Linked DNA regions of Mus musculus: regions 2, 3, 4, 5, 6 and 7 are each linked to region 1. Evidence: chromatin contacts called from public Hi-C, HiChIP or PLAC-seq and promoter capture Hi-C data. All regions are on one chromosome and are shown on one strand. The core of a region is the stretch at or near the end of the contact, and the rest is flanking DNA. Distances in the headings are between cores, read along the strand shown.

Evidence for each region. Promoter capture Hi-C pulls out the DNA fragments that hold promoters and counts their contacts. Hi-C and Micro-C count contacts between places; a contact is called where the count stands out from the background. HiChIP or PLAC-seq counts read pairs in DNA pulled down with a chosen protein or histone mark.
Region 2: an H3K4me3 HiChIP or PLAC-seq map of craniofacial prominence shows a contact between it and region 1, with 4 times the contacts expected there. The contact joins the enhancer-like site here to the promoter of Pax3 in region 1. A contact is called at or near these places in 6 of 39 promoter capture datasets (the 3T3-L1 cell line, cranial neural crest, frontonasal cranial neural crest and 2 more), 4 of 484 Hi-C or Micro-C datasets (B cells, brown adipocytes, peritoneal macrophages and 1 more), 13 of 115 datasets of contacts at active chromatin or transcription factors (craniofacial prominence, embryonic hindbrain, embryonic limb bud and 8 more) and 1 of 9 other capture datasets (embryonic stem cells).
Region 3: a promoter capture Hi-C map of maxillary cranial neural crest shows a contact between it and region 1. The contact joins the enhancer-like site here to the promoter of Pax3 in region 1. A contact is called at or near these places in 6 of 39 promoter capture datasets (cranial neural crest, embryonic stem cells, frontonasal cranial neural crest and 2 more), 1 of 15 datasets of contacts at CTCF or cohesin (stem cell-derived epiblast-like cells), 4 of 484 Hi-C or Micro-C datasets (embryonic fibroblasts and embryonic stem cells), 10 of 115 datasets of contacts at active chromatin or transcription factors (craniofacial prominence, embryonic hindbrain, embryonic midbrain and 5 more) and 1 of 9 other capture datasets (embryonic stem cells).
Region 4: a contact with region 1 is called in an H3K4me3 HiChIP or PLAC-seq map of craniofacial prominence, with 3 times the contacts expected there. The contact joins the enhancer-like site here to the promoter of Pax3 in region 1. A contact is called at or near these places in 3 of 39 promoter capture datasets (the HPC-7 cell line, cranial neural crest and liver), 11 of 115 datasets of contacts at active chromatin or transcription factors (craniofacial prominence, embryonic basal ganglia, embryonic forebrain and 8 more) and 3 of 9 other capture datasets (adipose tissue, embryonic stem cells and pancreatic islet).
Region 5: a contact with region 1 is called in a promoter capture Hi-C map of cranial neural crest. The contact joins the enhancer-like site here to the promoter of Pax3 in region 1. A contact is called at or near these places in 6 of 39 promoter capture datasets (the 3T3-L1 cell line, cranial neural crest, frontonasal cranial neural crest and 3 more), 2 of 484 Hi-C or Micro-C datasets (embryonic stem cells and nephron progenitors), 13 of 115 datasets of contacts at active chromatin or transcription factors (craniofacial prominence, embryonic basal ganglia, embryonic forebrain and 8 more) and 2 of 9 other capture datasets (embryonic stem cells and embryonic tail).
Region 6: a Hi-C map of muscle stem cells shows a contact between it and region 1, with 2.2 times the contacts expected there. The contact joins the enhancer-like site here to the promoter of Pax3 in region 1. A contact is called at or near these places in 1 of 39 promoter capture datasets (the HPC-7 cell line), 3 of 484 Hi-C or Micro-C datasets (muscle stem cells, nephron progenitors and uterus), 1 of 115 datasets of contacts at active chromatin or transcription factors (craniofacial prominence) and 2 of 9 other capture datasets (adipose tissue and pancreatic islet).
Region 7: a promoter capture Hi-C map of the 3T3-L1 cell line shows a contact between it and region 1, with 2.3 times the contacts expected there. The contact joins the enhancer-like site here to the promoter of Pax3 in region 1. A contact is called at or near these places in 5 of 39 promoter capture datasets (the 3T3-L1 cell line, cranial neural crest, frontonasal cranial neural crest and 2 more), 2 of 484 Hi-C or Micro-C datasets (embryonic fibroblasts and granulosa cells) and 3 of 115 datasets of contacts at active chromatin or transcription factors (craniofacial prominence, embryonic limb bud and stem cell-derived neural progenitor cells).

What each region holds. Positions count from the first base shown.
Region 1 is chr1:78,195,639-78,198,549 of GRCm38.p6, reverse strand. It overlaps Pax3 (paired box 3), which reads left to right and starts at 1,414. Exons shown (of 8, transcript NM_008781.4): 1 at 1,414-1,885. The coding sequence starts at 1,801. RefSeq lists cis regulatory regions at 85-307, 463-695, an enhancer at 85-695 and a promoter at 1-1,850.
Region 2 is chr1:78,446,899-78,449,809 of GRCm38.p6, reverse strand. The region is part of intron 15 of Farsb (phenylalanyl-tRNA synthetase, beta subunit); the gene reads left to right. Among named protein-coding and RNA genes, the nearest start is that of Farsb, 41 kb to the left of the region's middle. Within about 2 kb of position 1,404, at least 59 of the 459 cell types and tissues checked have an H3K27ac peak or open chromatin away from gene starts, as enhancers often do. A contact at or near this core is called in pancreatic cancer cells, where this site is marked.
Region 3 is chr1:77,951,300-77,954,210 of GRCm38.p6, reverse strand. No RefSeq gene overlaps it. Among named protein-coding and RNA genes, the nearest start is that of Gm26263, 54 kb to the right of the region's middle. Within about 2 kb of position 1,455, at least 1 of the 459 cell types and tissues checked has an H3K27ac peak or open chromatin away from gene starts, as enhancers often do.
Region 4 is chr1:78,395,037-78,397,947 of GRCm38.p6, reverse strand. All of the region lies in intron 4 of Sgpp2 (sphingosine-1-phosphate phosphatase 2), which reads right to left. Among named protein-coding and RNA genes, the nearest start is that of Gm51634, 40 kb to the right of the region's middle. Within about 2 kb of position 1,482, at least 51 of the 459 cell types and tissues checked have an H3K27ac peak or open chromatin away from gene starts, as enhancers often do. A contact at or near this core is called in craniofacial prominence and pancreatic cancer cells, where this site is marked.
Region 5 is chr1:78,007,583-78,010,493 of GRCm38.p6, reverse strand. No RefSeq gene overlaps it. Among named protein-coding and RNA genes, the nearest start is that of Gm26263, 110 kb to the right of the region's middle. Within about 2 kb of position 1,548, at least 14 of the 459 cell types and tissues checked have an H3K27ac peak or open chromatin away from gene starts, as enhancers often do.
Region 6 is chr1:78,346,191-78,349,101 of GRCm38.p6, reverse strand. All of the region lies in intron 1 of Sgpp2 (sphingosine-1-phosphate phosphatase 2), which reads right to left. Among named protein-coding and RNA genes, the nearest start is that of Gm51634, 9.2 kb to the left of the region's middle. Within about 2 kb of position 1,366, at least 35 of the 459 cell types and tissues checked have an H3K27ac peak or open chromatin away from gene starts, as enhancers often do. A contact at or near this core is called in muscle stem cells and uterus, where this site is marked.
Region 7 is chr1:78,065,948-78,068,858 of GRCm38.p6, reverse strand. No RefSeq gene overlaps it. Among named protein-coding and RNA genes, the nearest start is that of Pax3, 130 kb to the left of the region's middle. Within about 2 kb of position 1,553, at least 1 of the 459 cell types and tissues checked has an H3K27ac peak or open chromatin away from gene starts, as enhancers often do.

The sequences.
Region 1 (2,911 bases), core at 165-2,664:
TTTCTCCACTGGGAGTGAACTCTTAAAGGGCCAGCTCAGGGACTTTGAACAACTACACGCACGCCCCCCCCCCTTGAGTTTGCCTTAATTAGGGGGTGGGCAAGTAGGATTGGGGGCCTGAGTTCACATCAAAACTGTCAAAGGAGATGGGGGGGGGGAGGACATGGAGAGAGGGTTGGAGGATTCAGGGGCAGGAAAAATTCAAATATCATAAAAAGAAAAGGGAACTTGAAGCCCAGAAGTCATTGTTTCCTTTATTTCAAAGGGGAAAAAACCTGCCTGATTCTCATCCTTTTGATTGATTAAGGCCCTGAATACCTCTCGGCCCCAGAGTGACAGTCCCTGAATAGACTTGAGGGAATAAAGAGCAGCGCAGAACGTGGGGCTGGCACGGGAGGGGGGTGTAAGGGAGGAGTGTTCGCTGGCACTTACCAAGTTATAAATAAAAGGCTAGGCACAATGGTACCTTCTCTAAGGACAGACAGTCTTTACAACACTCCTGGCGTCATATCCTGCTGGGGACACTTCAGCTCCTAGCCAAGACGTTGCTTCTTTTATTTTTCCAGCAGTTTAGTCTGAATGCCATAATAAATTCCTGAGAACAAACGCTGCACCCGGGCAAAACCTCAACATATAGATGCAAGTGCATCGGGGATGAATGTGTACGTGGAGATTTAAAGTCCCCGCTTCTCAGAAGGGTTTTTAAACCAAGAAAAGGAGCTGGCTTCCCCATTGCTTGCAACTTGGAGCCCAGGGGAGGCCTAACCTCTTCAGTCTCTGTCATGGCTATGCCACCTGTCTTTCATTCCCAGCCTAAGAAAGACAAAAGGACCTTCTGGGCACATCTTGGACTCTTCCTGAGAGATGCCTTTCTGGGAGGCTCACATAGGGAGCTCAGGCCCAGAGGCAGACCAGAGAAAGGAAAAGGAAACACATCCGGAATTCTCTGTGCCCCTTTCCAAATTTGCTCCACCGCCATCTCCGTATTAGTAATCCCGAAGCGAAATCCACAGGTGAAAAGCAGGGGCAGACAGAGGAAATAAGGGGCGGATATAGCAAGGTTTCCAGAGAAAGGCGGAAAGAGATTAGGACAGAGTAATAGAAAACCAAGATGATCAAGGCTGAATCTCATGTAGAGGGACAGGGACACCGCGAGCCTTTTTCCATCCTCACTGGCTCTTGCCACCCAAGCTGCCTCTCCTAGTTTCAACCTGTCCACCCTTCTCTTGAGAAAGGGACACAGAGCTAGTCCCCCTCTGGGTCGGCGGAGGCCTGGGGACCGTCAGGGATGGGAAGAGAAAGTAGCTTCTGTCGCCCAATCAGCGCGTGTCTTTGCCACCCGGGACGGTCTCCTCCTCGGCCAATCGCAGCTCAGGGCTCCTGATCAAGCTTTGGGTGAAAGAACTAATAAATGCTCCCTAGTCCGGATCCCTGCACTCGGTGTCACGACGGGAGGAGACTTGGGACGTGTTCCTGCCTCGTCACCACCCTCCCTCACCCGATCTTCGCGGTGCAGTGAGCACCTTTGCCAGTAGCCCCAGCTGAGGGGCCGATCTGCTAGACTCGCACCAAACTCGTCCGCCCTGGGCTTGGGATCCTGCACTCAAGGGACTCCTCTGGAGCCTGTGGACTTGGATCTATTAGCGCCCCCCTCCCCGCGCCCCGCCTCCCTCTCTGGCCTTTTTTGGGGGAGGAGCTCTCCGAGATCCGGAGAGTTCCCGAGGGTCACCCGCCGCACTGTGCTCGCTTTTTCGTCTCGCCTTCACCTGGATATAATTTGCGAGCGAAGCTGCCCCCAGGATGACCACGCTGGCCGGCGCTGTGCCCAGGATGATGCGGCCCGGCCCGGGGCAGAATTACCCACGCAGCGGCTTCCCGCTGGAAGGTATGTTAGGGCCTCAGCTCGTCCGGATCCCCGGGCCTGGGATTGGCTGCCGCACCCCAATCCTGGTCTCCAGGGCCTCCACTCGTGCCTTACCGGGAGCCTCTTCCCGTGGTACTTCTCAACCCAAGAAGCAAAAGTGGGGAGGGGGTTCTCGTGGAGAGCGGGAGAAGCCCCATTTCACGTTCTGGCTGCAAACGGAGTGCTAAGCTCACTACAAGCTCTCGGAGCTTGCCTGGCCTGCTCCTGCCGGCTCCACTTTGCCCTGTTGTTTCGGAATTGCTGCCGTGAGAAAGGTGAACAAGCTTCGCAGCGCCGGAAGCAAGTTCTCTTTCTGTTCACCTAAAGTTGCTACGAAATTGTGCGGGCTGCGTTCACTTTTGAATAACTACTATTAGTTCGGCAAGAATTTTCCTGCTGTGAAAAATTCTGGTGGCCCTTCCTAGTTGAAAAGTTTTAGCATTGATTAGCAAATTCCACTCAACTCAAGTGGCATCTCGAAGTTTCTAAAATGGTTGGCAATGCCTTTCGGTTTGCTTAAAGGTGCTGGGAAATTTCGGGGAGGTAGAAATTACTGCAAACCCGAACCCGACCAAATAATTTGGGAAGTAAAAGCAGGAGACTGGGGTTCTGGAGGAGCCCTTCGACCTCGATCCAGAGTAAAACGTGACGTGCAAGGGCGGTCATTTCGGCAGTGGTGTCCACAGCTAGGCTCGCTGCCATTTTTATTTTTTAAGTGTAACAGGTGATACCTGCTGTCACCTGTGTCTCCTTTCGGGAGCCTCCCCAACCCTTGCCTACTATACCCTTATCGGGACCTCTGCCTTCTCAGGACTTTGAGGCAGTTATCGCAAGACATTTTAGACATCAGTCCTAGGTCTCCCTCCAACTTGCAGCACAGCCCCCCTCCCCCAAATAAAAGAGAAAATACAGTTTCTCTACAGCCAGTTACCTCATTCCGATCGCTCAATTTCCAAAAGATTATATGACCTTGCATCGGGTAATTATTTGAATAAATAGAACCTTAAG
Region 2 (2,911 bases), core at 155-2,654, 250 kb before region 1:
ACAATTGAACATATATTTTTAATATTCTTAAGCTTTCATGAATATGTTTTATTGATTTAGGAATTTTGTTCTTCTGTTTAATTAAAAAAATAAGATCTACAACTTGTCAGACATTCCACATCTAGAATTAATTCACTGCCTGTCCTTGCATATATCTGTGGCCATGTTACACTTCTGTGTGCAGCTACAAAGAAAGTGATAGTTTTGTAGTTTATACAGATGCGGTTACACTTAATCTAACCTATCTGGATGCATACTAGTGATCTCATTTTTAATAGTTGTATAATAGTCTACCATATGGAAAGCAGAGTGAGCATGAATGAATGATGGTCCTGAGACTTTTCCTAAAGTATGTCTTTAAGTGAGTATCATTTTCCCTTGAGCAAATAATTATTTTAGAAATAATTGTCAGTCCCTAGGTATATACATTTAAATATTTGATAATTTAGTAAATTATTTTCTAAACTTTTTAACTGATTTTTTTTCTCTTTTTTGTTTTTGTTTTTGTTTTGACTTTGTTGGTTTTGAGTCAGGTCTTGCTCTGTGATCTTGCCTATCTTCAAACTTACATCCTGCTTACAGGTTCACATGAGCCAACATACCCAGCATATAGTTATGTCTATACATATGTCGTATATGGTACTATATTGCATACATTAATTATACCTATAAAATGGATTTTACTATGCCATTTTCTTTTCTTCCTGTTCTCCTCTTTTTTCTTAAAACAGCTACATCTGGTTTGGTTGGAACTTGTAAACCAGGCTGGCCTCCAGTCTGACTGCCTTTGCCTGGTGCTGGGATTAAGGGCACCCACTGCCTATTGTGCCCTGTGTTTTATTCACACCCTCATGGCCTGTAACCCCGTCACTGCCGCTGATCTCCCCATCTAGTCCCTCCTTCACTTCCATGCCTTTGCTTACTTATTTCACTATACTAATTTATAGTCCTGTAAGGAATACATCAGGATTCTTGGTTCCCTACATTAGCTGTGGTCATTTAGAACATGCTAAAATTCTTTAGGAGGCAGGTCTGCAGCATGAGTTACGGTTTTGTGAGTACCAGTGTTGAAAATGCTGCTGGAAAGGTAGCCATAGATGCACCAGTGAAGTGCTTCATTCTCTGAGTCTGGCCTACTGTGAATCTCCAGCATGAGCACAGTATCAGCCCTTGATTTTTCCAGAAGCTTTTTGTTCTCCCCTTACACTTTTGTTCTGACAGCATCTTTATTTGGCGTCTGGGTACATGTGAGTGTAAGGATGACTCTGTACCCTAGATGATATTATTACCAGAAACCACTAATTCCCCTCTAATCATTGGTGCAACAGGATCTACACTGCCTGGAAGCCGATGGCAAAGCCTAGGATATGAGTCACATGCTCAGCACTGTGTGCCACTCCCTTTTCTTTTCCTTAAACAAACCAAACAAACCCTCATGTGTTGTATTCTTTGAGCTCACAGAACTGCATCTAGCCACCCCTCCTTTGGGTGGTTTAGATCAGCTCTCTCCAGGCAGTACTTTGAAGTCTGTGCAATACATGGATAATTTAGGCTGACATACTTGGCAGGCCCATTTAAGAAGCAGAATTGTTTGATGGCATGACACAAGAGGTCTGTTAACTGAGTTATAAAGAACCAAGGCATTTCCAACAAACCCTAGCCTTGGCATGAAATCTAAATAGTTCTTACTTTGTGGCATGCAGTCTTTACTTCCTGTGATGTAATATGGCCTCTCCTGCAGAAGGCAAGGAGGTGGGAGTTTTAGCATACCTCATCATTTTTCTGTGGGCGATGATGGGAATGGAGAGTGAATGTTTAAACAAAATATGAAGAACCAAATCCAGAGGGGGTGGTACCTCTGGAAAATGTGAAAAACCGTGGGGTAGGGAGGACACCTAAATAATGAGGTTAACACGCAGCCCTCAAAGTATTGCAAAATTAAACCTAGAAGTTAGTTTATTATTTCCCACATAAGTTATAAATATCCTGAAACTTTTCTTAAAAGAAATAAACTTTAATTTTATTTTTTATCTTTTTGAAGAGAAGGGCTCATGTAGCCTAAGATAGCGTTAAACTCACTGTGTCCCCGAGGATGCCCTTGAACATGAGATGCTAGTGCCACCGTGCAGTGCTAAAGCACTCTGTCAACTGACTCTGTTTGCAGCTCTTTTTTAAAGTTTTAACTGTAAATTTTTTTTTGCTATAGTTCCTCAAAGCACATAAATTGCTTTAAAACTTCTGTGGTTTTGGTCTAGATATTTTACTGTTATCAAGAAAGGTTCACTTTAAATAATTTGGAGATTAGGAAAAAGTAGACCAAGGCAAAGATTACCAAACTAAGGCAGCTTCTCATTTGCATTGGTGAGCCCTTGGAATGGCGGCCTTACTGTCGGCCTGTTCTCTCACGGTGAGTGTGGAGCTACAAAGTGGGTTCAGTGCATGCCTGTGTTCAAGTGGAGGCCTTGACACCAACACATGGGGACCACATGGCAGGAGGACCCAGAAGCAAGTCAGCAGTATGAAAGGGCCATTTAGCTCTGTTGCACTTCATTTTCTCCCTTCAGGAGGAGAAAGACTGTGTGTGTGTGTGTGTGTGTGTGTGTGTGTGTGTGTGTGTGTGTGTGTATGTGTGTGTTTACATTTCTGCAGCAGAATTAGGCCTCTCATATTAGTTTACACATATTGTTGGGTTCCCTGGCATTTATACCTGCCTGATTTTAATATTATCCTTAGCCTCACCTTTGATTAGAGAGTTTAGATATCGGAGTTCTTGGTCCTTGGTGGGAACAGTAGCACAGGTGGCAGCGCGGCACTCGTCCCTTAGGCTGCTTTGGAATAGGATCCACTCTGTGCTCCTGGCCTGGCATGGTAGTTGCCTCCCTGTGCTTGCCTCTTTCCAGACTTTAGTTAT
Region 3 (2,911 bases), core at 206-2,705, 240 kb after region 1:
ACATTCATCTTGAGTTTTGTGGCAATCATATTTTCAAGGGAGGCTTCACAAAACATGTTTAGTTTTTGTATGACATATTGACTGAGAATGGACATAGAATACTGCACCCCAGTCAGGAGAACTTTAGCTTGAGGGAGTTTTTCAATGTTTGGAGATAATTTTGGTGATAAACTGTTGGCATCCATGGGTAGAAATCAGGGATGCTGTTTAGCACTATTACTGCACAGAAAAATGTCAACCTTCTACAAATGATGAGTCCAGGAAGGCTTCAGGGTTGCAAGCCTCAGACCTACACAGTCTCACTTGCCCTCCCCTATATGACGTTGATGGGATATGGCCAAGAGGTGTTAGGTGATGTGACCTGGCAATTCTCTACCTTCATCTCTTTGTGTCTCTGTCAACCCATGCTTAACCTATTTTTACCACCAAAAATAAAATGGAAGGTGCTGGGAAATCTCCTTTTGTTCAGCACAAAGTCCCTGTACATGTTTAGGATGGTACTGTTGGGTGGATCATCACCAGTTAGCAGTAATTGCAGAATTAGCAACCAGTTAAATATTTTAACCAAAAACTCTTCATTCAACAGCCCACAAACCCAGAGACATCATCTTCTGGGTAACATTTTCCCCTAAGTGCTGTCTGATGAACTCAGTGAGAAAAAGTGTGTGTGTGTGTGTGTGTGTGTGTGTGTGTGTGTGTGTGTGTCTGGACGTTTCTATAATACTAGGTAGGTTTCAAAAAATATAATTTTTTTGAAAGTCATTCACTTTTTGTTAAAAAAAATTAAGCCTTTAGATTAGTGTGCCAAGTAATGGGCTTCATCTTTGCATCTTCAAGCATAGATGTTATTATACTTTGTTCTCAATCATTCCCCTCCTCCTTGCCCCCCTAGTCCCCAGCTGGTTCCCTTTCTTCTGCATTGGTACCCATTTTTATTTTTCTCTTCCCTGTATTCACTCTCCTGTCCATTCCTCACTCCCCTTAAGATCCCTCCCTCCCCCTTTATGATCTTCTTTCTAGTTTCATGACCTACAAACACACATATAAAAATATACACACATAGATATGCATATATTATATATAATTATACATATACTTTTAAATTTAGGCTTTCCATATGAAAGAAAACATGTGTTATTTGTCTTTCAGACTCTGGCTTACTTCACTTAACATAATGATTTCCAGTTGCATGCACGTTTCTGGAAATAGCAGGATTTCTAGTTTCTCTATAGCTAAACAGAATACCAGGTACCACATTTTCTTAATCCATTCATCTGCTGAGGGACAACTAGCCCAATTCCATTCCTGGTCACTATGACTATTGCAGCAATAATGTAGATACCTTGCTCACTTTGACTTTCTGAATTCAAATAGGTGCTTTGGCTACAATTCCCCAATTTTCTGTAATTATTTGTTGTAATTCTAAGAGTTTCTTAACCCCTACACAGTAGCCCTGAATTAGAGACATGTGTAAATTTTGGCTACAGTAAGAAACAAGGACGAAATTCTTTTGGTCCCATGTAATTTACTCTTATTATTGGTAGCCATCAGAAAACTCACAAGGGAGAGCTAGGAATGTCAGGGTATAAGATAGTGATAATTACTAACAGATAATCAGTTGTGGGCATACCTGGACATCCACTGAAAGGGAAGTTTGTGCTGATGGTGACTTAGTCCCTGGTAACACCTGTAATCCAACAGAATGCTCGTTATGAAATAGCCAAGTTCCTTCACAAGGCACTTACGGAACCTTCCAGAATGTGGAGCTGCGAACCCATTTGTGAAGCTCACATACACGAGTGTGGTTTGGATGTCTTACTTTCAAATGCTCAGAGGAATACTGGGTTTTAAAGTTACTACTTGATTGAAAACATGCAAAACTCATTCCTGCATAATAATTTGCTATATTTAAAATTACTTTCTTCTAGGCTTTCCATTAGCACGAGCAGATTTTTTTTTTCCTAATCCTAAATTCATGCAAAAGAGATGACAGTTGTGATCTCTCCTCAAATTGCTAGCGAGGGCATCCTATCCCTCACCCTTGTGGTGTTGTAGTCCCTGCCTGAGAAACCAAAGATGCTGCCCCTGCATCCAAAAAAGTACAAAGAAACAGAAAATGACATTTTGCACTTATTTGCATCAAATTAAGGAGAAATATTGTATTTTTTCCATATAAAATTACACATTTGTAGCTGCTAAGTTTGAAATACAGAAGCAGCTGATCAAAAGAATCCTTATGAAAAAGAGCCAAGTCATGTCAGGGTGGTTTAGTGGAATTACTGAAAATAAGCTTATGCAGATTCATTACTGACTTAGGGATGTACAATGTCAAGACTGCTTCTGAACTGAAGTGAGCACTTAAATCCTTATTTCAAACTGTAAAAATGGCTTCTCTTTGACCAGGACAAAGTTAAGCATCAAAGACTATCGCAGGTCAGCCTTCATGTTGCAGGTCAGCCTTCATGTCTCAGGTACAGACAGGGATGGGGGTAATCTACAAAGAACAGGGCAGTCCTTTCTGAGTCAGGATTCGTTTTCTCATATTCTAGATTATGGATGTAAATTTAAAAAGAAAAGGAAAAAAGAAAACAGCTGCAGGTGTTTGAATTTGCCAGATCTAATATAAGCACCCTGACTTCACAGTAAGAACCTACCTCGCAAAGAAGACTCTTGGTCTTTTAATAGTCGGTGTTGGACGGTTCAGGCTCTTAGCCTGCACAAATCTATAGACTTGAAACACGGTGTCTTATACTAGGAGCAAGAGTGGCAGAGTAGAAATATTCCGAAACTAACTCCAAATGCTTAGGTACTTGGTACGTCTGTTCTGACCTTAAAAATCTACATGTCAAATGAATGGTTTTTTTTTTTTTTCAGATTATATTTTCTTTTCCTTCTGTTTTATTTTGTAAAT
Region 4 (2,911 bases), core at 233-2,732, 200 kb before region 1:
CCCATCAAGCTACCTGCCCAGCCCCGAGTAAAACTTTTGATTTAATTTTCCTACAGACAAGCATCATAGGCATTTCACTATCTTGACCAATTTCAAATGGTGTTAAGTACAACACTTCTGTGCAACCACCCCAGCATGCACCTCCAGAACTCGTTCTAGAGCAAAATCCATCTTCTATATTCAAGAAATAATTTCTGTTGACATTATAGCATGAATCATAATTTCCTGCTTATATAAGGCTGAATAATATTCTACTGTAGGTATATACTACGTTTTATTTATCTCTTCATTCAACAGCAGACACAGGTTGTTTCCAAATTTTGGTTTTCTTTGCTATTGTAACTAATGCTGCTAATAGCTGTGGGTATACAGATATGGCCAGAGGTATTTTTAAGATATCCATGGGATTATGGAGGGACCCACATGGTCCCACACCTCCCGAGGGATTACTAGCTGTTAATGATTGCTGGTGGAACAGGAGTCATTTTCTTCAGTTGGGTAGCCACTGATACGTTGTCCAGTGATCCAATAAATAGCTTTCCACCTTGGAGAAGCAGTTTGCTTTAGTTAGGGTTTTACTGCTGTGAAAGACACCATGACCAAGGCAACTCATAAAAGGACAACATTTAATTGGGGCTGGCTTACAGGTTCAGAGGTTCACTCTATAAACATCAAGGCAGGAGGAGCATGGCAGCATCCAGGCAGGCATGGTGCAGGAGGAGCTGGGAGTTCTACATCTTGTTTCGAAGGCAAACAGAAGAAGACTGGCTTCCAGGCAGCTAGGATCTTAAAGGGTCTTAAAGCCCACGCCCACAGTGACACACTTTCTCTAACAAGGCCACACCTACTCCAACATGGCCACACATCCTAATAGTGTTACTTCCTGGGCCAAGCATACTCAAACTACCACAAAGCTCTAATTAAATTCAGAGAGCCACACATGAAGAAGACATGAAAGTAAAGAGGAGACTTCTCAGGGAGAAGGTTTCAGTTGGAGGGAGTGAGAGAGGGGAAGAGAGGTGTAAATAACTAAAATGTGTTATACATAGGTATGAAACTATCAGACAACAAAAAAAAAAAAATGGCAAAGATTTCTACAGGATTTGAACAGGCAGCGATGGTGGGGCCACTGCCTCCTGTGGATTGTTCTGAGGGGTCCTGGCGAGAAACCACATTATCTTAGTTGGCTCAGGCCTTTGCTAATTATAGCATCCATGCCAAGTTATCACTAGCTCACACTTCTGCTTTCTTCAGTAGACTCTGAGATCCAGGAGAGCAGGTGGGTTTGTTCCTAGAGATCAAGATATCCCTAGATCTCGTTCCAAGCCTGACACCCCTCAGAAATTATCGAGCTGAGCACAGAACTGCAGGAACCTATAATTTACCACTCTGCTAACAGCCATTCCCTTTGCTACGAGGATGTCATGACTCATGGTGCCCTGAGCCAGGCTCTGGTCCTGCAGCCTGATGCACTCTGGACCTGAGCCAGTGTCGAATTGCAAGGCAAGGGCAGAACTGAGTAAGAGAAAGCCAGTGGGGTACAGTGGACCGGGACCAGGGAGGAGAGCAGCAGCCCCGGGCCCTCACTCCATCCTTCCCTAAGAATGGCTGCAACCCATTCCTTGCATCTAAATGAGAGGCCCAATCAATCTTCCCACAAATATCTGCCTCTCCATCTCCAAAAGCCACTTAAAAAGGAAAGAGAGGGAGAAAAAAAAGTAACTGTGTTTCACTGAAGTGGATTTGTGTGTTTTCTCTCTGTGTGTCTGGAGCCCCGCATTCCTGCGTTTTCTTTGGTTTTAATTTTAACCTGAGGTCGATTTTTTTTTTCCTTTCCAAAATGGAAACCTATGGAAATTAAAAAGTAGCACCAGATAAAAAGAAATGCCAAAACACCCAGGAGAGTCCTGCAGAGTTCCACACTGAGGTCTAGGAAGGGATCTGCAGAGAAGTCTTTGTCATGTGGAGAAGTGGTGTGGCGAATTGAGAATGCTCTGCTCCCCTCCCCCCACCTCAGAAACCAGCAGATGCAGTGTGTGCTGGGGCAGAGGAGCGAGGAGGACCGAGCCTTGGTAGGCAGAAGAGCACCCTCTTCACTGCCTCTTTGGTGTTTCTAAGATCTGGGCCCCCTTTCACTCAAACAGCAAACTGCTTGGGGCCTGGATTAGGGCAGGTATACCTGTGGAAACACAGGGCGGATGTCTTCGTTTATACTTAGATATTTTTATCTACTATGGAATCTGCTTCATTGCCTCATGTAGCCTACGACGGCCTCAAGCTTGCTATGTACTGAAGAGAACTTAACTTTGATCCTTTGGCTTCAACCTTCCAGGGGCTGGGATTGCAGTTGTCTGACATCGTGCCCCATGCCCCATTTTATTCTGTTCTGGCGATGGAACCACAGCTTTGTGAATGTTACGCAAGCGTTTCTCCAACTGAGCCTCATCTCAGCCTTATAGGCTCTTAATTGTATGCCTTACCTGCCTCTCCCGAGGCTTCCTGTTGCTCTCGTTTGGCACTCCCTTTGCATTCTCCCCTGATGACCCATCCTTACACTGTTACATGAGAACTCAGTCCTGGCACCAGGGAGAGACTCAAGAAGGCCTGGGCAGATGTCCTTCCCTGACAAGGCCTTTTGCTAATGTCTCTTGCAGTGTCACAGCTGAAATGAACACTGCTGTCAAAGGCCCATTTCTTCTTAAAGACATCTTTCTTGTACAGAATGGAATGAGAAATGGTGTTCCTGTGGCAAACCACAACCAGCTCTATGCTCTGCAATTCTCCGGCTGGATCCCACGTCACACCCTGAATACTCAAGGACTCTTTACCATACTAACTGTTGGTTATGTGGTAAAAGGATGGGCCAACTTCTAAATGAATATGCTGCTCTGTGATTCTGTCACCAGCTCTA
Region 5 (2,911 bases), core at 299-2,798, 190 kb after region 1:
AAAAAACCAAAATTTTACAATTAAGTTTAAAATGTCATGTCCTTTTTGTTTGTTTGTTTGTTTTCAAGACAGGGTTTCTCTGTGTAGCCCTGGCTGTCCTGGAACTCACTTTGTAGACCAGGCTGGCCTCAAACTCAGAAATCCTTCTGCCTCTGCCTCCTAAGTGCTGGGATTAAAGGCTTGTGCCACCACTGCCCAGCAATGCCATGTCTTTTGTATATAGGATTTTCATGGGAATGACTAAAGAAAAAAAAAAAAAAAACGGGCGTCAGGAAGGGAATTTTCAGATCATGTTGGGATTCATATATAGCAGTCACATCTCTAAGGAGCACAGTGATAAAGAAATGCTTTAACTCTGTAGCTTTCTTTAACATAACAGTTAATGAACCATAACAGCACAGTGAGGGACCGCAGCACGCGGGGAATTCTATTCCCTAGACTGCCTGCATCGTCTTCAGACTTGCTCAGTGTCTACATTCCTAGGCAGAATCCTGTCTCAGTCACAGAAAATGTTGAAGGCTGTGTGTTTGATATGCACTAAGTACACAAAATGAAGGAAATGGATTATGAACTAGAAAATTCTATATCTCTCTTCTCTTTTCTCTTCTCTTCTCTTCTCTTCTCTTCTCTTCTCTTTTCTTTTCCCTTTCTTTCTTTCTTTCTTTCTTTCTCTTTCTTCCTTCCTTTTTTCTTTCTCTTTCTTATCTTTCTCTCTCTCTCTCTCTCTCTCTCTCTCTCTCTCTCTCTCTCTTTCTTTCTTTCTTTCTTTCTTTCTTTCTTCCTTTCTGGTAAAATGAGCCAATGGACACTTTTTCACTTTGAAAGTTCTCTCCAAAATTTTAACATGCCATCATGCCAGCATCAGGGACCAAACTGAATAGAGACTAGAAATATACAGTCATCTTGGATCCTTCCTCGCTTGTTTGCACAGCTCTTCAAAGATTCAGTCTGATTTATGACCCATCTGAAATAAGAGAGTTTTTATTAACAAGTCAATCATGATATTGTTAAATGCTAAATAAAATCTACTGTGGGTATCGGATGAGAAAATGTACTGTCAGTGAGCGGTATATTTCAAGTCCCACCAAAATGGAATTCACATGAAATTTTATGTGCTTCAGAATAGAATAACCCTGATTCATGCAGGGAGATCTTAAACGCTAATGTATGCATATTTATGGAACGCAGAGCTGACACTTGGCACGCTGCCTCCCCAGGACTGCTTCTGTAAACCTCAATAAGACCCACCTGTTGCCGCTTCCACGAGCCCTCTGCAAACTCGAGGCATGCAAAGTACCCAGGGCCGCCTTTCCAGTGCGATTTGCAGAAACCGGTCCTATTACCTTGGACACACACCAGAGAAAACAAAATAGCTCAAAGCCATGGGAGAGAAAGAAGAGAAGTGGGCTTACTAAGTCAATATCCTGCTTCCCTTCACAGCTACTTTTTCACAGGGAAAATGGCTGCCATCACTGTGTGGTCCTTGCCTGAGATTGTGGACACTTTTCTAACTACACTGCGCACCCGTGTGCCTACGACAGAGGCTGCGTCTCACTATGTCCATGCGGGGGCGCTCTTTTGCAGTCTCTCTGCAGACCTCAGGAGTCTAAGGTGCGATCAGGAGAGGCACTTCAGTTGCTTCCTTTGTCTGTAACTTTTAAGCTCTAAGAGCTCTGTGAGCTTCCATTTTTTATAGATAGATTATTTTAAAGGAATCTTTCTGTTAAATGGCTTAAAGGCCAAATTAAAAAAAAAAAAAGAAAGAAGGAGAAAAAAAAAAAAAGAAAAAGAAAAAGAAAAAAAGAAAAAGAAAAAGAAAGAAACTTAGTTTTGGCAACCATCCCATATTGCTATAATTCAATATTGTAATTTTTTTTGAGCCACAGCCTCTAAGCACCAAATTATTATTTCGCTATTTTCTTCTGCTCTTCTAAATCCTTATAAAATTTAGAAGCATAGTACATGCTGGTCCCCCACCCCCACCCCCCTGTTCTTGGACAGCCTGCTCCTCAGGCTCTCAGTGGATGTGGCTGGTTTCTTTTTCCCATTTCTTTCAAATTGGGCCCACATGGCCTTCTGACTGAGCAGTCCCTCATAGAGGAAAATGGGATTTTCATCCATGAGAGTAAATTGTTGTTAGGATTGATCTGTTCTAGGGAAACTGGAGTCTGCTTCTTGGTCTCTGGCTACAGTGAAGGAGAAAGTGAATATAAGTGGTCAAGAGGAGAGGGAGAGAGAGAGAGAGAGAGAGAGAGAGAGAGAGAGAGAGACGAAGGATCAGGAGAGAGCATGAGAAATGTATCAACACCTCTGTCTTCTGTGACCCTCCTGTCTGAGACATTAAGTTTAAATATCCAAGTGGGAGATCGGAGGGTAGGTTACGTCACCTTATGGGGACTATCAAGGAATTCCATGACTTCTTTGGTGGTTTCATTTTCCCTTTTGGCGAATTTGTTGCCTCCTGAGCTCTTTTTCTGTTTTAGAACTCTGTGTTATTAAACATCTCTCAAAGCTAGCGTGCCACCAGCATTGGTGGCAGGTTGGTGATGTGGAGACACAAAATCTCTTGCGATACGGTGGTGTTTGCTTGTGTTTGTTTGTATGGGATGCGATGGGGGATCTCTTTCCTGTTGCTTCTCAGTTTCATGACACGGGAGGTTGCAGGGGGAAAAAAATCTCCCTTCAGCATCTCCTTTCACTAAACTCTTGAGGATGAGGAGGCGAAAAGGGGCTTAGTGAGGGGCTATTCTGAGAGAAGGGACATGGCCCAGTTGCTGCCTCCTCCTCTATACTGATACAGCTAACCTCTTATCTTCATCTCCTCCTGCCTGGGTCCTGTATCCTCCGTTGTACTTCATCCTATAAAAGGCACATATCGATGGCTTCCTTGATGCTCTCTTGAAGCCTAAAG
Region 6 (2,911 bases), core at 117-2,616, 150 kb before region 1:
GAACACATTTCACTTGGAACCATCTGAAAAGTCAAAAGCGAAAGCCAACTTACCCATTGTCCCACCCCTCAGGTTCAGCCTCTTTGAACATGTCTGCTGTCCCCTCCCACTGCAAAGCCCTGGGTGGGTATAGGTGTTTTCACTCAACTGTGACTGTGTTCACCTTAAATGTAGCATTACTTAACATGCCCCGAGCCTTTTACAAGGTCTGAGGACTTTTGTTTCGTTTTTGTTTTGTTTTCAAGAAGTGGTTTCTCTGTGTAGCCCTGGCTATCCTGGAATTCACTCTGCAGACTGGGCTGGCCTCAAACTCAGAGTTCTGCTTGCCCCAGCCTCTGAAGTACTGGAACATATTCTTCATCCTGGTTTTGACTCCATCTTTGCTACATTGCACTTTTTCCTTCACCCTTGTGTCAGAGGAGGCAAAGGCTGGCAAGGGCACCCAAGAAGCCCCCTAAGCACTAGTGGTTACAGGACCAAAGACACTTCCAGCGAGACTTCCTTGCCCCCACCTGCAAGAGCACATGGAAGCATCGTGTTTTGTATTCTACTCTCTCACACATTCACACGGACAGTGCTCTCTGAATCTTCCCAAGACCTTAAAGTCTCTCAGCCTTGCTTCCTGCCTCCTCCCTCTCACCATGTACAGCACTGTACCACCGTGCCTGACTCTTTCACCCTGTGCAAAAGCTTTGGGGGTAAACTTTAAGGTCATCTAAGGGCCACAGCTCAGGCATGCCGCTGAAGAAATGAAGTCTGACTTGAGAATAGGCATGGGCCATACCATGAGCCAAGGCAGAAGAACCATTCTGTATCCATCTTACAGCAGGTGAGGTGAAGCCCTCTGTGGGTGGGAAGTCCATAAGCCTACTCAACTTGCTGCAACCTTTGGCTGAGTTACAAGGAGAGGAGAAGCTCAGAGGGTCTGGGTGTTCTGACACCCTGGACCTAATGGCACATCTGTTGGACACCTCTGAGCTGCCATGTTCTGCTGTGAGCCTGCAAAAGCAGCTTCCCTTATCAAGGCATTGGGAAGACCAAATGAATGTGCATGGCGAACACATGTGGTGAATCAGACACATGGTTTCTGCTTAATCAATAGTAGGAGTGCTTGCATTATTTCTATTGATAGTATAAAGGGAAAGGATTACAGAAGGCTATCTGCTCTTGGTGGGATATACAGCAAAGAAAGCAAACAAATTTAAGAGAAGAGAGAAAAAAAAAAACAGGATGAAAGAGAAAGAGGCAAGGAAACTATCTTGGAAGGGTGACTCAGACTTTGACAGAGAGGAAGGGGGAAGGAGGCTCTGCCTGTGAGTGACCTCTGCATGCTCCCATCTTCTATCTGAAATTAAAACTGAGAACTCAGCGAGCCTCTCGGTCCATCCAGATGAGTAATGCCCGCGTCTGTGTCAGGCCTTGGCTTTGCCATGTGGGATTTGATGATAGTTATTTAGTAAGAAACCACAGGAACCAAAACAATTTGATGAAACCCAGAGAAAGTGAGTCTTTCTTTCATGGATGGCAACTGAATGCCACAGGCTGAGGGCCGACCCACCCTGAATTCTCCCGCAGGCTCTGGGCTTCATCCAGGATGCAGCACCACCGGCGGCGTAGGACACTGGGGATTCCTGCGCAGTAAACACGGACTGTGGTTCCTACACCTACAGACACAGACCTCAGGGATGGCCAAGTGTGCTGACTGTGGTTCTCATTGCTTCCCACAGGAAGACGCTTTCCAGAAAGTACTGGCTGACCTCAGCTGATAATCCTGATGTGTCAGAAATGGCACAAGAACTATGACTTCTCGGTAAGGAAGGAAACTAGACCTTAATGGCTTGTCTCTGTCGTCTCTGCGCATCCAAGGGAAACAATAAATCCGGGTGACTGTGGGCTCAAAGACTTGGAAGGAAGAAAAAGAACATTTAAAGTCTTGTACCTTCATGTCAGAATGGCTGATAGAGTCAGGGGTGATAGCACACGCCTTTGATCCCAGAGGTAGGAGGATCTTTTGGAATTTAAGGACAGTCTGGACTACATATCAAGTTCCAGGTCAGCCAGGGCTACATAGTGAGACCCTTCTCAAAAAACAAAACATAAAGAGGGTGGCTGATGGAGGTCCCCACCAATCACCCCCATCAGAGAAGACTGCCATATTAAACCAGTTATACATCTCATCAGACTGCCATGTATGGGCACTTCTCTAGTTAAAAGGATGTCTTCAGTAGCATCTAAGCCCTTGTCCATTGAAGTGTGGCTTCTAGACAGCAGCATGGATGTCACATACAAATTCGGATTCCTAGCCCCTCAAAAGGATCCAAAGATCTAGAGTCCCCTGGAATTGTGACGAGGGTCTCTCGTGCTTCGATCACACATTGAAGTGTGAAAGGGCTAATATGTGAGTAGAACGGTGTGAGCTGTCTCCACTAAGAATCCATTACACTCCAGAACACATTGAGATCCTGTTATAACTGTGAACAGAAACTGCTTACAGATGTTTTGCTTAATTTTTTTTCTTTTATTTTCATTTTTTGAAGTTCTGGGGCTCCAGAGCTCCACCCATACCAGGAAAGTTCTCCATGGGCTACACCCCGAGTCCTAGGGATGGCCTATAGAACTGTCTCCTGAGTATGACTTTTGCTGTTGATCACCAGAGCAACTGCAATTACCTGTCTGTCAGAAAAGGCATTCAAAACTGATTCTCAGAATCCATGTTTAAAAAGCCAGGCTTTGTGGCATGCACTCATAATCCCAGACTTGGAGAGGTGATGGCCAGCCAGCAGAGCCTAACTGGAGAGCTGCAGGCCAATGGGAGATCCTGACAAAAACAAAACAAAACAAAACAAAACAAACAAACAAACAAAAAAACAAAAACAAAAAAACAATCAACAACAACAAAGCCCAACAAGGT
Region 7 (2,911 bases), core at 304-2,803, 130 kb after region 1:
GTATGTAAGAAAAATAATTGTGTTTAGTGTAAGGCAGGTCTACTGAGGAAAATGCGATTTCTTTGGGGGTTGGTTAAAGTTTCACTTAATCGGGGTTCAAAGATAGCATCCCTGCTCCTCAAATCAGTTGTCAGTGATCAGCTGTAGAAGCTCATCTCAGCTGGTACGCAATGATAGGCAGTGGCTTTAACTGACTTCAAGCCATACCTGGGTCCTATGAGTTTATTTGTGCTGCCTGAGAAGCTGTAACAGAAGATGGGAGGTATCTGTGTTCAAAACGTGTATGCATAAAATAAAATAGTTTACCTCCACTGTGTATGTGTGCACTTGTGTGTGTTTAAGAAGCAACAATCCCTCTATGTCCACAGCCATGGAGACTGACTCTCACTTTAGTAGGCCCATCCTCTGCACTGCTCTGTCGTCAGAGGCACTGGTCTTGGGTTATGTGTACTAAGATGTACCTGTCTCCATATCCAAATGCCTCTGTCAGGCTACAGTACAGTGAGGAGGAAGGTTCTGGGGTTACACGGACTTGCTTTTGAGTGAACAGATCACCTTTCCTGGAAAAAGCCATCACACATTCAGCAAGGTCCTTTGCACTTACCATTCCACTTGATTCCCAAAGTGACATCATGACCTATTATTTTAATTTTTCTTCATTTTCATTAATATTTGCGCAAGTTTATATATATCACATATACTAACCACTCTGAACTCCTACATTTATGTCAGACATGTTTTCCCTCCCCATAAATCCTTCACTCACATGTTATGACCTAAATCTTGGGGGCTGAGTGCAGACAAGGGACAGTGCCAGTAGAGGCCAGAAGAAGCCATTGGATCCCCTGGAGCAGGGTTTCTCAACCATCCTAATGGTGTGACCCTTTAATACAGTTCTTCATGGTGTGGTGACTCCAACCATAAAATCATTTCATTGCTACTTTGTAATTGTAATTTTGCTATTTTTATGAATCATAATAAAAATATCCGATATGCAGGATACTTGACAGATGACTTCTGGGAAAGTGTTGTTTGACACCCCACCAAAGGGGTCGAGACCCACAGGTTGAGAACCACTGTAGTGGAGCTGGTTATAGGTGGTTGTGAGTTACTTGGCATGGGTGCTGGGAACTGAACTCAGGTCTTCTGCAAGAGCACTAGAGGCTCTTACCCACTGAGTCACCTCGCCATCCCTCATGACCTATTTCTACCATCATTTTACAGATAGGAAAGGAGTCTTGGAGCAAAGGATAAAGGCCATCGAGCTCTTATTACAAGGCTAAGCTCTAGGAGCTCCATGAACTACTCTATTTAGTCCACATCTGATTGTATTTCATATCACCATTCTTGTTTTATAGGTGTGAAACGTGACACACAAAGACCCAGGAGCTGCTAGGGTTTCTCCATATGTACAAGGCTGAGCTAGGATGTAAAGCAGGCACTGAGTGCTTCAACACCCAGGCCATCAACATTATGTTTGTGTTAATCTTAGAAAAATGCATGCCCAAGAACACACAGGGAGCAAATGGTAAAACCTGGCTTTCAGCTTCAGGAGTCTGACTCTACATCTCTTACTCCTTGCCCGTACCCTTAGTCCCCAGTCTCTGGTTTGTCTGGGCTGCTCTGTCAGTTACAGATGAACTGAATACAAGGCAAAGGAAGATGATACAGGGCTGGCTTGCCAGGTGAACATCGAGGAGCTGATGGAGTCCTGTTTGGAGAGGGAGATCACACTATGGGTGCACCCTATCATGGGAAGATGTCTAGGTTGTAGGCTTGGCTAAACCCCCTTTCCTGGTTCACACTTGGCAAACAACCTTTCTACTACTTGAGTTCTCTCTTCTGTGAATTGTACCAAGCAACGTTGGGAAAAAGATTTCATGAGAAAGCACTTGAAAGTTGTTATCTCCCCTGGTCCTTAGTTTTCTATGTCCCTTTTGCAGGATGCCATGGTCATTTAATCATGTACTAACTTAGACACCAGTGTGTAGCTTTCCTGTCTTTCCTAAGGGGCAAACTGGAGAAGCCCTGCTTATGCCTTCTCTAACATGCTCTCCAGACATGATTGCTAGGTGACTTTTTTTTTAATGTAGCAATGTCCTAAGAGCTGTGGGAAGAAAATTAAAACTTGGTGATAAAAATGATGGAGACAGCCCCCGTTTCCACTTGATTTGGTTCACACATTTCCAGCTTGCAGAGTCAGATCTATTGCCTTTGAATTCCTTTGCTGTTGTCCAATGTAGTGGGAGCACAATGTTCTTTGAGCAGTGTGCTGCTGTGGTAAAGCTGCAGATATGATTCCGGCATCACTGCACAGCCTGGCTGATGTGCTGATTAAAGGAAAATGCCATGGTGAATTGGAAGATATTTTAACTACTATATCTAATTACAAAGAAGAACATGTTACTTACCCAAATCTGAATGTGTTCTATAATAAAAAACAAGAGCAATTAACAATCAAACAAGCAACTGCCTTCCTGACAGGCAGATGACACAACCCAGGACTTGGAAAATGTAGAGAGCTCTCGCTTGACGAGGAAAAATGAGATGGTCCTTCCAGCTGTAAGGTAAGATCCAAGGGCCCGATTCCTTGTGGTTAAAAGGCCAGGGTGGTATTCAGGAAGCTGAGGACTCTGTGTGCTTGCATTTGTGTTGATGAAGCAATGTTCTGTCTATCTTTAACATGGCTCAAACAAGTATTTATGATTTCTCAGATATTTTGACCTAGAAAATATCTTTCTTGTGTAATTTCCTTAGAAGTAAGTTGTTGTTATTGAAATGCATACTTAAGGAGGTACATTTCTTTGCTGTATTATCTTATATTCAGAATTTCACAGTCTTGTCCCTGGGCTATCCCATAGGGACTTATGTGGCTCAAAAGTTAATATCCATAAAATGCCATAAACTCTAG